Linked DNA regions of Canis lupus: region 2 is linked to region 1. A link is a contact called in public Hi-C data. All regions are on one chromosome and are shown on one strand. The core of a region is the stretch at or near the end of the contact, and the rest is flanking DNA. Distances in the headings are between cores, read along the strand shown.

Evidence for each region. Hi-C and Micro-C count contacts between places; a contact is called where the count stands out from the background.
Region 2: a contact with region 1 is called in a Hi-C map of skin fibroblasts, with 4 times the contacts expected there. The contact joins the enhancer-like site here to the promoter of CCL1 in region 1. A contact is called at or near these places in 4 of 9 Hi-C or Micro-C datasets (amygdala, blood and skin fibroblasts).

The regions. Positions count from the first base shown.
Region 1 is chr9:38,898,942-38,906,657 of UU_Cfam_GSD_1.0, reverse strand. It overlaps CCL1 (C-C motif chemokine ligand 1), which reads right to left and starts at 4,251. Exons shown (of 3, transcript NM_001005252.1): 1 at 4,176-4,251; 2 at 2,845-2,956; 3 at 1,596-1,692. The coding sequence starts at 4,251. The coding sequence ends at 1,596.
Region 2 is chr9:39,011,017-39,018,732 of UU_Cfam_GSD_1.0, reverse strand. No RefSeq gene overlaps it. Among named protein-coding and RNA genes, the nearest start is that of CCL2, 36 kb to the right of the region's middle. Within about 2 kb of position 4,007, at least 4 of the 20 cell types and tissues checked have an H3K27ac peak or open chromatin away from gene starts, as enhancers often do.

The sequences.
Region 1 (7,716 bases), core at 3,002-5,501:
CCCGTTCCAAGCAGTCCTTGGAGGCATACAGACACTACTCGCACCTGACCTCCAGGGGAAACCAGATGACATGGTTCTCATCAGCATCCACCCTGGAGGATGCCGAGCACAGTCATAGCAAGGATTCTTCTAGAGGAGGCACAGGATGGAAAGGGAGAGGGCCGGGAGAGACTATCCCTGTATGGTCAGAGTTTGGGTTCTGGAACAGAAAAGGTAGTCGTTTAGGAAGGAAGGTGGAGGGAGGTGGTGGTGATAGAGGAAGTGGAATATCAATGTGCAGAGTTTGGAGTCAGTTCCGAAGGCAGGAGGGAGGGACCGTCGGAGGGTGGAGGGCGGCGGCATGCCAGGCAGAGTGGCTTCTGGCCGTGGGCAGGATGGAGCTGGCAAGGGAGAGCTGGGAGCAGTGAGCTGCCCTCCAAAGGCCCCAGCAAGAGGGAAGAGCAGGAAGCAGGGCAGTCGTCGGGGCAGAAGGGAGGAGGCAGTTTCAGAAGAATGGACCAGATCTGTGACCGGTGCAATGCTGGGGAAATGGGAGAAGCCTATCTTACTTAGCACAGGACATGAGAACTTCTCCCCTAAAGCCACTGAGCTGGCCTTCAAAAAGGTGCCAATCCTGAGACCCGGAAGCCACTTCCCTCCCTTGCTGTTCTCTCTGAGCGCCCAGGTACACAAGTCTGAGCTTGAGATTACCCCTTTCATGGGGATGGGACCTCCACTTCCCAGACGTTGGCTTTCCCCGAGACTGTCTCCCACCTCCAGGTGAGCTGTGCTGGCATCTCTGTAAGACCTAAGATCTACTCAGGCCTGGACATCCCCAGCCACCCCCCAGAGGAGGTCCTGCTAACCAATTCTGCAGGATCTGCCCTGAAGGACAGAGGGTTCCCCTACTGCGCCGTGTCAGGCAGTCACTTGGCAACTCGGGACACAGGAGAGAGTTCTGGCCTGGGAGGCAGGAGCCCTGGGCTCCAATACCCAATCTGACACTGACTTGCTCTGTATCCTGAGGCCTGTCTCTGTCCCTCTCCACCAGTCCACCTCATCTCTAAGATGGGACCAGCAACATTTTACGGGCAAATGACCTCACTAGATCCCCTCCATCTAGGGCAGCTGTGACCTTTGGGACTCCAACCCGGGGTTCCCGCTTCCTGCTTCACCATGCCTTCCCCTGCTGCCAAGGGAAGCAAAGAATCTACATCATGACCCTGATTCAATGTCCCCTGCCCGTCCCAAAGACAAAGTCAGTCAGCTGAGACGTGTATGCCATTTATTGGCTCTTGTTGTTCTTTTGGCAACAGTTCCAACTTGTCTTTCCCCAACCCCAACCCCCCAGCCCCCTACTCCAGCTTCTCAATGCCAATCAAGTTTGTACCCTGAAATCCTGTGGGATCCAAGAAGCCCAGGGAGGCAGGAATGGAAGTTTATAGCATTTAAATATATAAAGTGCAACAACATAGCTTATCAGGACTAAGCAGACCTTCCATGACCTGGCAAAGCTGGGTGGAAGGACGGGCATGGGCTGAGGGGGGGGGGCTTGGGGGGGGCAGTTGAAGCCACACCATCTTCAGAGTCCAGGGTGGAAAGAAATCCTCTTGCGTTCACATCAGCAGGCATGGTTTCATAGTTTTAAAATAATCCTTAATCCATTGGGCTGTCTGTAAGACGCATGTCTCTCTACCTTTCTTCATCTTGAGTCTGTGGACAAAGAACAAAGTAGGAGCTGAGTCATGTGATTTGTCCCCCTGGGTGCCACACACAAGTCCCATCTCCCCCACCTCGCTGCTGGATAGCCCCCTAACTGCTCACTCTGGGCCTGTAAAGTGACTTTGTTGCAGAAGACCTGCAGCTGGCACGCTGGAAGGAACACCCAAGCTTCAAGAAGAGCTTGGTGAATTGAGTTTCTCCCTTTTCTGGAGAGTGTGACTCATTGTATTAGGGTAGGGTAAAGCCTGCAGACACTCTGAGGATTAGCTAGTATGGAAATTCCCCCTAGAATATCTCTGAGGGGGCTTGACCCATCTTTTCATGTGTCTGTGTCCATCTGGAACCCTCCGTCATTGCTTTAGATTCATTGTCAGTGTGTGTGTGTGTGTGTGTGTGTGTGTGTGTGTGTGTGTGTATTTATTTTCTGAACTCCTCACCTCTTCAACTTGGCTTCTGTCCAACCAAACTATAAACCAATTCTAACTTTAATTATCCAGGTGACCTCAGACAAATCTGCCTACTTCCCTGAACTTCAGTGTTCATGATAATGAAAATGTGTGCCCCAGGAGGGTTAGCCAAGATAATATACGCGAATGCTTTATAGATACTGAGTCGTGATGGTAAGCCACCTCGGTCTAATTTTGTAATGCCCCCGTGATGCAGCCATCATCATCTTCACTCCACTCCACGGATAAGGATTGCAGAGGAGTACTCAGATAACCCAGGTGCAAAAGAATTACCTGCCCGAGGTCACCCAAGACTATAGGTTGGCACATCCGGAAGCAGGAACTAATTGTGAGCCCCCTTACTCTTCCCACTACACAGTAATTCCTAGATGTTTTAAGCAATTCCTTCTGGGCATGAAATATTAGGATATAATACTTGGCGCCTTGGGGTTCCAAGAAACACAGGTCACTGCAGGAGCATGGGGGGGCACCCTTCCCGCACCTGCTAAGCAGCGCTGCGCTCACCCCAGAGTCCATGCGGGGCTCTGCACCCGGATTTTGGGGCCTCTGCGCGGGTTTAGAAACCTGAACCTGGGGGAGCATCGCCATCTAGCGTCTGCCGTTGTAAGTCCAGGCGGGCTGGCTCCTGCGCTCTGGAGGAGGGGGCTCAGGAATTGACCAGGGTAGGGACACTCACATTAGACCCCTCCGGGAGCAGGTGGAGCTGGTGTGTTTGTAACACCGGATTCTCTGCGGGGCGATCCTCTTCTCTGAAAAGTTGAAGCAACAGTTGGAGGACGACACGTGCACTAGAAGAGAAACACAGAAATGGTTTGCATCTGTTTCTTAACCTGGACTTCGTTCCTCTCATCCAACTGGCTGAAAAAAGAAAAAAGAAAAAAGAAAAAAAAAAAAAAACCCTCTCTGGGACAGTCTCCGGGGCATGGAGACCGCATCCAGCCCAGTCACCTAGTTCTGTATGTGGGCGGAGGGTTGGAATTCTGGGGCTCAGCTCCCCACAAACCAGCCGTGTGGCCTTGATCAAGGTGAGCCCTCACCTGGGCCCCAGACCTCCCATCTGTCAAACAGGACCTTTTATTTCTAAAGGGGCTTCCAGTTCTGACATCCCACCACGAGTGCACGGTTTTGGTCCAATATTTGGGTTCAAGGGCTCTGGACCCCACACTCTGGGGGCCCAGTGAGTCTGGTGTGTGCAGGACAATGGTGGTCTGTGGCTTTGGGGCAGGATTAGGAACTAATCCTTGGAGTAATTGGAACTAATCAAGGAGTTCCAATTGATGGAATGACAGGGAAAGAGCCTCCAGAACTCAAAGGCTTTCCACCCTCTGTCTAGAATGCCCTCTACCGAGGCCCACAGCTCTGTCTGGGTTCCGGTGCCCTCCCTGCCGGTTTGCACACTCTCTCCTACAACCCACCCCCAAGTGATTCGAATGCCAATCCTGGTTCCTTCCTCCTAGTTTTGTTTTTTTCCTTCCTCTTAGTTTTACTGTTGACACAACATCTTTCACGTGCCTGGAATTAGGTCAGTCTTCTCTCGAAAGCCCTGAGGTCAGGCACTATCCACCCCATTTTATCGACAGAGAATGCACAGTTTGAGAGCTAAAGTGACTTGTCCAAGTCACTGGCCCAACACTTGCCCCACAGTGACTAGCCCAGTCCTGACTTCAGGCTCTACCTCTTATCTGTTACCAGGAGGAGACAGCACCCAGCCCCCTCCTCTGTACCTCAGGTCTCCCAGTTTGGCCTCAAGAGCTTCAGAGCTCCCTGGATGAGGCAGGGCCTCCATTTGCTGCAGCTAGCAGCTCAGCCACTGTGCTTGCCCAGACACCTTCTCCCCCATCCCCACCCCAGCCAAGTTGTCCATTCACCCTCCTTAGGAGGACTTCTTCCCAGAGGAGGCGAGACACAGGCATTGAGTTCAGGGAGAGCCCTGCCCGCAAGCCCAGAGTGCCTGCCTGGGTTTCTGCCCTCCCCACAGAGGAGCAAGGTGACTCCAGCCACACTCACTGCTCCTGCCGTCCACATCATGCAGCCACATTCCAGCCAGCAGCAGGCACGCCAGGGCCACGGTGATAAGCTTCATTCTGTGCAGTCTAGCTCAGACCTCCTTGCCGTGGTCTCGATGTGTCTGGTGAAGCGAAGAGCTTGTCCCTGGCCCATCTTGAAGTGCCCGGAGCTTTTATTAGAAGACTTGAGTGGGGTTTCCCAGACCCTGGTGCAGAGGTGGGGGAGTCACAGGGAGGAGAGATAATTACGCCAAATGACCACATGGAACACTCCTTCCCCCATCTTTCCTGGGTGGTGTGAGAGGGATGAGGAAACTTCCCCCGAGTGCAGTAGCAGATAAAAATCTTGAGAGAATGAGTAGGAGTTGTCCCGGTTGAGTGGGAAGAGGAGATAGGTGAGGGAAAGAAAGTTGCCTGTGGCTCCTCTGACCCCACCCATTTCCGTCCTAGGCTGGAGCTGCTGGCCCTGAACATGATGGAGAGGAGGACCAGGGCTGAGGCACACCTGTGCTCTATCCCAGGTCTGCAGATCAGCGGTTGCACAAACTCATGTAGCCCCAGTCACATAGACTGCAAGACGGAAATAGTGACGCATGTCCCAAAGAGACACCACGATGGAAGTTAAATGAGAGCCACTAGGTCAATTGCCCAGCCCAGATCATTGCTCTTGCTATTTTTTCAATCACTCTACTTCTCAACAGCTTGCTCTGCTCTGGATCCTCAGGGAGCCCCAGGAAAGACAGCTGCCATTACGAGGCAGTGCCCAATCTCGAGCCGCTGCCCTTCAATTCACAGGTTAACTAGTAAAAGCTGCACAGTGTAAGGTCAGCAGTGGATGTGCCATCTGGAGGGGACTGGGGAGGACCAGGAGCTGCCCAGGACCATCTGAGAGGTCTCCTGGGGGAATGCTCTTCAAGCAGAGCCTTCTGCAGAAGGGCTGAGGTGGGAAGGACATGCCACCAGAGTTAGGGGCTTGTATATGGGCAGGGAGGCATGGAAGGAGCATGCTCATTCAGAGATGCCAGAGGAGTAAAGAAAGTGAATTGGGTGGGGAAATGGTGGGAAAGAGGATGTGGCTGTACAGCTACGGAGCGGCCGTGTCATGAGGACATTGTGAGTAGTGCTTGGCATGGAGAACATCGTAGTAGGTGCTCCAGCAAAGGTAGCTGGGCCGAACCTGTGTATTAGAATCGTCAGGCATTATAAACCATAGAGGTTGACAAGACTGATCTACTTTGGTCATGCACTCTCCAGCTCAAAGGTCTGCATGGCTCCCCATTGTCAACTGGATGAAGCACAGGGTGCGCACCTGGACTTTCACGGCTCCTCGTGCTAGGTCTCCAAATTTGAATATTTGCAATTCCCTGAACATGCCACAAGCTTTCCTACCGTTAGGATTTTGTTCCCGCTGTGACCTCCACCTGCAAGGTCCTCCTTACTGTCTCCCTCTGTGGGCTTTCTATCCTTTTCAAATACCACCGTCCCCCTTTAGAGACTTCTGCTGTCCCCAGCAAATGAGCACTCAGACTCTTTCAAAGCCCCCTGTGACCTAGATGTCCCACCAGAAAATCTTATATCCCTGCTGCCTCCCCCAGCCCAGCCCAGTGTATTCTCCAAACTAACACCTGGGCAGGAGAGAGTCCCGGCATATCAGAGTTGAATGGGTCCTCAAAGACCATAAGCAGCGCAGGCTTTTAAAGCTTCCTGGGAGAGCGTTTGAAAAAATGCTAATGCCTTAGCCCCATTTCAGAATCAGAATCAAAACTTATGTGCCTATACATGTTGAGGGGGAAAAAAAAACTCCAGGAAATTCAGGCACCAGAAGAATCACGTATCCAGTACGGTCTCTACATGTTACAGATGGGAAAAGAGGAGTCTCGGGAGGAAGAAATGGACTTACTCAAGGTTGTACTGAGAATTTGTCACGGAGATGGGATGGACAGTAGACTCTGAGACCATCTGATCATCTGAGCTCTGTGCGTAGCCACCTCTGAGAACACACCTCCAGCAAGGACCACAGCTATCGGCTGCTCTGCTTGTGTTCCCATTGATCCCACCAGCTGCTGCCTGCCACCCAAAAAGTACCTGAAGTCCTAGAAATCACTGATCCACTGTTGCTGCTCTGTTAGTCTCTTTGTCCTTGCAGACTGATGCTTCTGTATTCCTTTACTGTCATTTTAGCAGGCTGGGGGGAGAAGGGAGGTAACAGTACTGACTGTAACCATGTAGCCCTAGGGGCGCCTGGGTGGCTCAGTGGTTGACTGTCTGTCTGCCTTTGGCTTAGGTCATAATCCTGAGGTCCTGGGGTCGAGTCCCGCGTCGGGCTCCCTGCATGGAGCCTACTTGTCCCTCTGCCTCTCTCTGCGTGTCTCTCATGAATAAATAAATAAAATCTTTTTTAAAAAAATGTAGCCCTAGGGCTTTCAGACTCACTTGGGACGTGGAGAGAAGCAACATGGCCACTCAGAAAATTCCTCATTCTTGCCTTCCTCCCAGGCATGCTGCCTGGCCCACTCATGAAGGGGTCAGGGTGCTGCCCCTCCAGAAACTTACTTTTCCTCCTCCTTCTCACTGTGTCCACCACAAGCCCAGGATGGGAAAAGAGGAACAGAAAGATTTAGTCATTCTCTCACCTTCCCCTCAGAACTGGGTGGATCCAACTGGAGGATATGATGACCTAGATGCCTGGAGCTCCACATGGGCATCGCCCATATTCCAACTTGACATCTTCTGCTGTAGGCCTGCATGAAGGCGAGTGCCAAGTAATAACTCGATAAAACATGCTGGCACTTGGGATGCCTGGGTGGCTCAGTAGTTGAGCATCTGCCTTCAGCTCAGGGCGTGGTCCCAGAGTCCTGGGATCCAGTCCTGCAGTGGGCTCCCCACAGGGAGCCTGCTTCTCCCTCTGCTTATGTCTCTGCCTCTCTCCCTGTGTCTCTCATAAATAAATAAATAAAATTTTAAAACAAAAAATAAACACCATTAAAAAAAACATGCTGGCACTTACCCAAGATGGGGCATGTTGGCATGGGATGGACTGATAGATGAGAAATACTCAGCACAAACACTGAACCTATTATTCATAGCCAGGTATAACCCTTTTCTTAGTTAGAGGTTTAAAAACCAAGAAGTGCCTGTAGGAGGGTTTTCTTATTAGTTAACTTCTACAAAGTAGTAAAAGATACTGACAGGATGGTTCCAGACTGGAAAGAGCTCTGCCGGTGTAGATCCATCTCAAGGTCATTTCCTCCGGTGGTGGGGGTGTGTGTGTGCAAGAGTGGACTTGCACAGACTGGAGCCTGCTTGCTCTCCAGTTATATTTCAGCCTGATCCTTACCGACCAGGACACAGAAACCCATGGAGAAGGAGTCCTTTGCTCAGTATCACGACTACAGAAATTCTGGCCAAGCTTAGTCCATCTTGGGGACCAAGTTTTCCCAGTTCCCTCACTTAGAGAGGAAGTATGTTACGTCTTCTAAGATAACCGGGTCAGATCGCAGCCCTACCTCTTGTTAGCTGTGTGACCTTGGGCAAGTAATTTA
Region 2 (7,716 bases), core at 2,758-5,257, 110 kb before region 1:
TGCAGGAATCTGCATAAAAATCTGGTGAAGCAACCTGCGTACAAAATCTAAAAAGCTACATGATCTACACAGCTGCATAATTTACACGAAGTCTACATAGTATCTACATAATCTACATGAAAAACCTAATAATCCACATTAAACAAAAACCCTGCCTTTCCCTTCTCCCCAAAACGTGTAGCAATCTTTTCTTTTCTCTTGCTAATAAACTCTTGCCCCACCCTCCTCCCTGTAAAGGGAGGGAAATTTTCATTTTGTACAACTCCAAGCGTCTCTCTACCTGCGAGGCGGGATGCTGCGTAACGAAGCCAATTGGATCTTCGCATTTACTCACACTACCAAGGGCCAGGAGGAAACTTTCTGGGGTAGTGCTAATGTTCTGTATTTTGACTGGGGCTTTGGATCCATGGGCATAGACGTTTGTCACAGTTCATCAAGATGTACGTTTAAAAGCCATCCGTTGTATTGTTTGTGAATAGATTGCACACCAGTAAATTTGACTTAAAAAAAGTAATAATAAAGTTTCCCAGGTACTTCTTAGGTGGACTGAAGGGTGAGCACCACCCCTCTCTGCCAGATGGCTTCCGTCTCCTTTACCTTTTCCCGGCAGTTCGTGCAAGTTGCTGTGTAGCAAACACGGAGAGAATGAAAGAAGGGGGGGCGGCCGAGGCCTATCGCTGCAGGTGTGGGGAGGAGCAGGGCCCAGGCAGAGCCCAAGCCCACGGGTTCCGCGGCCCGTTACACACCCCTTCCGCCACACGGTGGCACCAGAGAGCAGGAGACGTGCCATTCCTAATCCATCCAGCAGATGGCAGCAGGCCCACGTCAACCTCTAAAGACCCCAAGTTGCATTTTTCCTGCATCTTTTGCCTCCTGGGCATCTCCCAGGTGTCTCCGGCAGGCAGAAAAGGGAGACTTGCCGGAGAGAGGATGGGAGCACACTCGTGAGCCCCACGTATGCCCCACGTATGTCCACGTTACCTCCTACCTCAACCTTGCATCAGGGACGCCAGTTTCTTCATCCTGCAGACGCGCAAACAGGTGCCCAGAAGGGGACACTGCGTGCCTCAGCACCGAGCTAGGAGTCGCAGACACGGATTCGAGCCTGTGTTTTCCCTCCAGCGAACACAGTCCAAACCTGTAGGCCACAGGGATGGACGCAGCGTCCAACAAGAGTAGCTGAGAGCTGAGCGCTCTTGGAAGCAACGTGCCATTAATTCATTGAATCTGCGCCACCAGGAGAGGCAGGGATTGTTTCTATTTCCCTTTTAAAGCAGGTAGTGAAACTGAGGCACCGAGAGAGACGAGCTTGCAAAGGCTACCCCCTTACTAAAAGTGGGGGCCAGTGTTGGAACCTCAGACCCTTGACTAGTGGACTACTCACTACTTGGCTGTTATGTCAAGCCCTGTGGGATGTGGAGGAGGCTGCTGGCTGCAGAGGGAGCATCCATCCTGCTCCTTCCCAAAGCCCAGGGCTGGCTAAGAATGGCTTCTCCCTCCACCAAGTTCCATAGGGACCCAGGGGGCAATCAGGGGCTCACTGCTGTCTCTGCCTGTGTCCTCAGCCCTTAGGAGCCTTCCAAGACCCATGGCTGTCCATCTGTCCAGCCAGCAGCCAGTTGCCCACCAAGAGCTCTTATGTTGGAGGTAAGATCATTTGCAAGTACAGGAAAATAGAAAACCACAGAGACAGAATTCTGTGGGTGACTAATCAGCTCGTGGGTGGCAGAGAATTTTTGCTTAGTCAGGCAGGACTTCGGGGGGAGGGGGAAGTTCTTGCATTTGACCCTCTAGGGTGCGGAAGGCTTGAGGAGATGGAGGAAGGGCCATGTACAGTCTTGGCACGAGTGAGGAACTTTGAAGAGAATAGAGAGGCTGGTCAGATTGGTTGGAGGGTCCCATGGGGAATGGTTGGAAATAAGGCTGGACTGTTAGGGACAGATCCTGGAGGGTCCTGAGAGCCCAGAAGAGGGCCTTTCACTGGATTTGATAAAATGATGTTTATGATGGCTCAGAGCCCCTCTAGGTGTGTGGGAGGGCATGGCAAGATAAAGTCGCCTCTCAGGAAGGTTCGTGGGGGCCAGCCAAACAGAATTGAGTGCGGTTGAAGAGCCCGCAGGGGAGGGAGGCTGGTCACGTCGCATATGGGGCAGGCATCATAGATTAAGACATCTAACCCTCATCAGAAGCTGGAAGATCTGTGCCACAATCTCTGTTTTATAGACCAAAACGAGGCATATGTGTTTAAGGAAGCTTCCCAAGGTTACCCTGTCTAAGCCCAATAGAGCTGGGGTTTAAACTCACATAGACTGGGGCCCCTGGGTGGTTCAGTTGATTAAGCCTCTGCCTTCAGCCCAGGTCATGATCTCAGGGTCCTGGGATTGAGCCCTGCATTGGGCTCCACACTCAGTAGGGAGCCTGCTTCTTCCTCTCCCTCCTGCTCATTCTCTCTCTCTCTCTCTCAAATAACTTTTTAAAATCTTTAAAAAAAAAAACTCATATAGACTGACACCAAAGTGCACGTTCTAACCACTCTGCTATGTTGCCTTCACATCAGTGATGCAGCACGATCCAGGCTGGCCGAGTGGGAGGGATCATTCACCTCATCTGGGATATCTAGCTAGGCTAAGACGATAGGGCTGATGCACTTTTTCTGCAAAGATGCCCCAGGGCTCAAGATTCTCAATGTCCCCAAACTAATAGTTGGAGATACATACACAGAATTTTAGAAGTGTGGAGAGCTGAGGACCATACTTGGCTTAGGAACATAGAGGCTGTAGTAGAAACAGGTACTTGGTGGTGTCTATTCTTCTTTGAGGCTGATGGAAGTCAGGGCGGCCCTCAGGGGACAGAAGCTTTCAGAGGATGCACCAGTACTGTCCGTACTAGCTGTCCCTATCACCTGTCCCCAGAAAGGAGGAGATGATCCCCCTCCTGCCACACCTGAAGTCCAGGTACACCTGAAGTCCCAGGGGTAGGGTGGGAAGGAAGTACTTCTCGAAGTACATGGGAACTTCTCCCTCCAGCTCTTTGGATACATCTGGAGATGGGAACTACAGATTGAATTTGTTCATCTAATCATGCCAAGCCCCAAAGGTATTTCTGCAAAAGCAAACAGAGTCCTGTCTGGAGCTACAACAGCCATGGCATCCAGCCGGCAGGCAGCAAGCATCCCGTGGGATGTGCCAGTGTTGTTATGCGTGTTGGAACCACTGTGGGAAGAGATGGGAGTCTGTAGGGGGGAGAGGAAGGGCAATATCAGGTCCCCACGGGAGGAGACCGGAATAAAGCCAGCAGCAAAGAGGCATTTGTAGCTCATGGGAACTGGGAGTGGGGGGGGGGAGGGGAAGGGCCACACATACCATTTCGTACTCTAGCTTTCAGAATTCCAGATGGCCTCTGAAATTTCAGAAGGCTCCAGCACCTATCAGTGCTGTGTTCACCAGCCCCCTGAGGTTATTACCTTTGTTTGACTCTGACCCCATCCCAACACAGATGACAGAAGTATCACCACTTCCCAGGGTTAGGATTCCCAAGATGTGACTTTCTTCGAGGGGCTTTTTCACTTTTCCGTTTGAAATGCTGCTCTGCGCTTTTCCCTCCATCACTCCCCCCCCCCCCCCCCCCCGCCCCCTGCCCTGGCATGCCCCACTCCACAGCCTCTTAGGTGTGCTGTCACTTGCTTTGCGTAGGGGTCAGGAGGCTCCATACAGGACAGAAGGCAGCTGCACGATATATATCAGGGCTCATTCCCGGGCCAGTCTCAGTCTGGACCCCACCTGCCCCCACATTGTGGGCTTTATCCTCTGAACTTAGTCCCTTCCTCCGTGTCTCCTTTGTTCCTTTCCTTGGGTCCCTCCCCTGGTCCTTACTCCCACCAACGGAAACCAAAAATGCCTCTCTAGTAAAAGTCATCTCCAGCAAGCAAGTTCCCTTTCCACTCTGTTACATCAAGAAATGAGGTCTTTGTTTCCAACCCTTCCCTTCCTGATGAGGACGGGATGTCTGGGACGCTGAACAGCAGGGCCCTCAGAGTGTTTTCCCAACGGAACGGCAGGCTTACTTCCTCAGCCGTCAGTGAGGGAAGGTTGCCAGTTTTTCCGTGACACTATTTTTCTTTTGGGTCACTACACACACATTTTCAAAGACACAGACCCCACTACTCTTCTAGTGTTGTTTGGCCCCTCATCATACCTCCTGTACCACTTCTGGACAGTGCCACGAGGGGTCCTGGCAGAGGAGGCAGAGAGGCAGAAGAAGAAAGACACAAAGGGGATTGAATGCAGACACTCAGGGGCGAGGTGGGAGCTTGGTTCTGGGACTGGTCCAGGCTCCTCACACCTCTGGGTGCAGTGCCTCTAGACATGCTGGCTGAGGGGTGGACAATCCACAGGAGCTTTGAGCGATTTGGTTTGAGTGATTTCCAGCTCTGATGATCTGAGATTTGCCTGTAAATCATGAAAGTGAGTCTGAGGCCAAAGAGATATCAGGCTTTCTGGAAATTGAAATTATGAACTTGACGTCTCAGTCCAAAAAGCTGATGTCACCTGGCAAAGACTCTCAGAGGCAAGCAGTCCAGATTGACCTCTTACAGAGTAGAGTGGAAGAAGAAAGAAAGAAAGAAAGAAAGAAAGAAAGAAAGAAAGAAAGAAAGAAAGAAAGAAAGAAAGAAAGAAAGAAAGAAAGAAAGAAGGAAGGAAGGAAGGAAGGAAGGAAAGAAAAAGGAGGAAGGAAAGGAAGGAGGGAAATAAACACTCACTGAACATCACTTATGTGTCAGGTAATATTCAAGGATCTACATACATTGTCTCATTTTTTTAATTGAGAAATAATTCATACTATAAATATTCACTCTTACTCAGTGGTTTTAGTGTATTTTCAGAGTTGTGCAACCATCACCACTATTTGATTCTGGAAACTTCATTTTTATCACTCCCAAAAACAACTCCATATCCATTAGCATCCTCTGTCCCTGTCCCCAGCCCCTGGAAACTGCTACTCTACTTTGTCTGTACTGATTCACCTCTTTTGGACATTCCCCACAGAATATGTGGCATTTTGCAATAGATGTCTTTCACTTGGGATCCCTGGGTGGCGCAGCGATTTGGCACCTGCCTTTGGCCCAGGGCGCGATCCTGGAGACCCGGGATCGAATCCCATGTTAGGCTCCCGGTGCATGGAGCTTGCTTCTCCCTCTGCCTGTGTCTCCGCCTCTCTCTCTCTCTCTCTCTCTCTCTCTCTCTCTCTCTCTGACTATCATAAATAAATAAAAATAAAAAAAAAGATGTCTTTCACTTAGTGGAATGTTTTCCCAGATTCATCCATGTTGTGGCATATGTTGCTACTTTCTTCCTTTTTATGGCTGAGTAATATCCCATTGAATGGATGTGCCACATTTTATTTATCCCTTTAGCAGCTGATGAACATTTGGGTTATTTCTACCTTTTTGGTTGTTATGTGTTATGTCACTAGGAACCTTCATGTTTTTGTATGGACATATGTTTTCAATTTTCTTTGGTAGCTACCCAGAATAATTGCAGGGTCATATGGTAACTCAATATCTGACTTTTTTTGAGAAACTGCCAAACTGTTTTCTCTTGTGGTTGCACCATGTTAGAGTCCCATCAACATGTATGAGGGTTCCTGGGATCCCTGGGTGGCGCAGCGGTTTGGCGCCTGCCTTTGGCCCAGGGCGCGATCCTGGAGACCCGGGATCAAATCCCACATCGGGCTCCCGGTGCATGGAGCCTGCTTCTCCCTCTGCCTGTGTCTCTGCCTCACTCTCTCTCTCTCTCTCTGTGTGACTATCATAAATAAATAATAAAAAAAAAATGTATGAGGGTTCCAATTTTTCCATTTTCTCACCAACACTTGGAATTGCCCCCCCCCCCTTTTTTTTATTATTGCCATCCTTGTGTATATCGATGGAGTGGTATATCATTGTGGGTATGACATGCATTTCCCTAATGACTAATGATGTTGAGCCTCTCTTTATGTGTTTATTGGACATTTGTATATTTTCTTTTTAGGTTTTCTATGAAGATCATGTTTGCTAAGCAGTCCTGCCAAACTCAGGCTTTAGAGTTTAATCCCTTTACATTTAATGTAATTACTAAAAAATAAAATTTAAATCTGCTGTTTTGTCATTTGTTTTCTGTTAGTCTATGTATTTCTTGTTCCTCTATTGTTCTATACTTTCTTTTGTGTTAAATGGATATTTTCTAATGCATCATTCAAATTCTCCTGTTTTCATTTACTATTCTCTTTAAAGTTTATTTTCTTACTGTATGTTTCGGGAATTACAATTAACATCTTAATTTATAACAATCTAGTTTGTATTAATATTAACCAAATTTCAGGAGAATATAAAAATGTTGTTTCCTTATAACTTCATTCCTTAACCCCTGTGGTTTTCAGGTTTTGTTTTGCTACGATTGTCATACAAATCGCATCTTTATACATTGTATGCCTATCAACATGTATTTAGTGTTATTACTTCATACAACTGTCTCTTAAATCAGATAGGAGAAAAATATAAATAAAAATACAAACACAAAAATACAAAAAAAGAAAATATAAACAAAAATACATTCCAATTGTCTTTTATATTGACTTATATATTATTTTTAGTGATACTCTTTATTTCTCTATGTGAATTCTAGTTTTTGCCTCGTGTATTTTATTTCATCCTGAAGGGACTCACTTTAGTACTTATTTTTTTTTAAGATTTTATTTATTTATTTTAGAGAGAGAGAGAGAGAGAGAGAGAGAATGAGCCAGGGGGCTGAAGGACAGAAGGAGAGGGAGAGGCAGACCCCCCTCGCTGAGCAGAGAGCTTGACACAGGGCTCGATCCCAGGACCCTGGGATCATGAGTTGAGCCAAACGCAGACACTTAACCAACTGAGCCACCCAGGTGCCCCTTACTTTAGAACAGATTTGCAAAGCAGCAAAATTTCTCAGTTTTTATATAAACGAGAATGCCTTAATTTCTTCTTCACTTTTTTTTAAGACCTTATTTATTTATTCACAAGAGACACAGAGAAAGAGAGGCAGAGACACAGGCAGAGGGAGAAGCAGGCTCCATGCAGGGAGCCCCATGTAAGACTCCATCCTGGGACCCTGGGACCATGCCCGGGGCCAAAGGCAGACGCTCAACCACTGAGCCACCTAGGCGCCCCTTTTCTTCACTTTTAAAGGATTGTTTTGTCCAATATGGAGTTCTTGGTTCATAGTTTTTACTTCCAGCTTTTTATTTTTTTAATTAATTTATTTTTTTAAAAGATTTTATTTATTTATTCATGAGAGACAGAGAGAGAGAGAGAGAGAGAGAGGCAGAGACATAGGCAGAGGGAGAAGCAGGCTCCATGCAGGGAGTCCGACATGGGACTCGATCCCGGGTCTCCAGGATCAGGCCCTGGGTTGAAGTCGGCACTAAACCACTGAGCCACCAGGGCTGCCCTACTTCCAGCTTTTTAAATAAATCATGCTTCTGTCTGTTGACCTATGTAGTTTTTGATGGTAAATCAGCTGTTAATCTTATTGAGTACCTTTTATATGGATGAGTTGCTTCTCTCTTGCTTTCATATTGTCTCATTGTCTTTGGCTATTGATGGTTTGATTATGATGTGTCTTGGTGTAGACCTATTTATGTTTATCCTACTTGAAGTTTGTTCAGCTTTTCAGATGTGTAGATTAATGCTTTTCATCAAATATG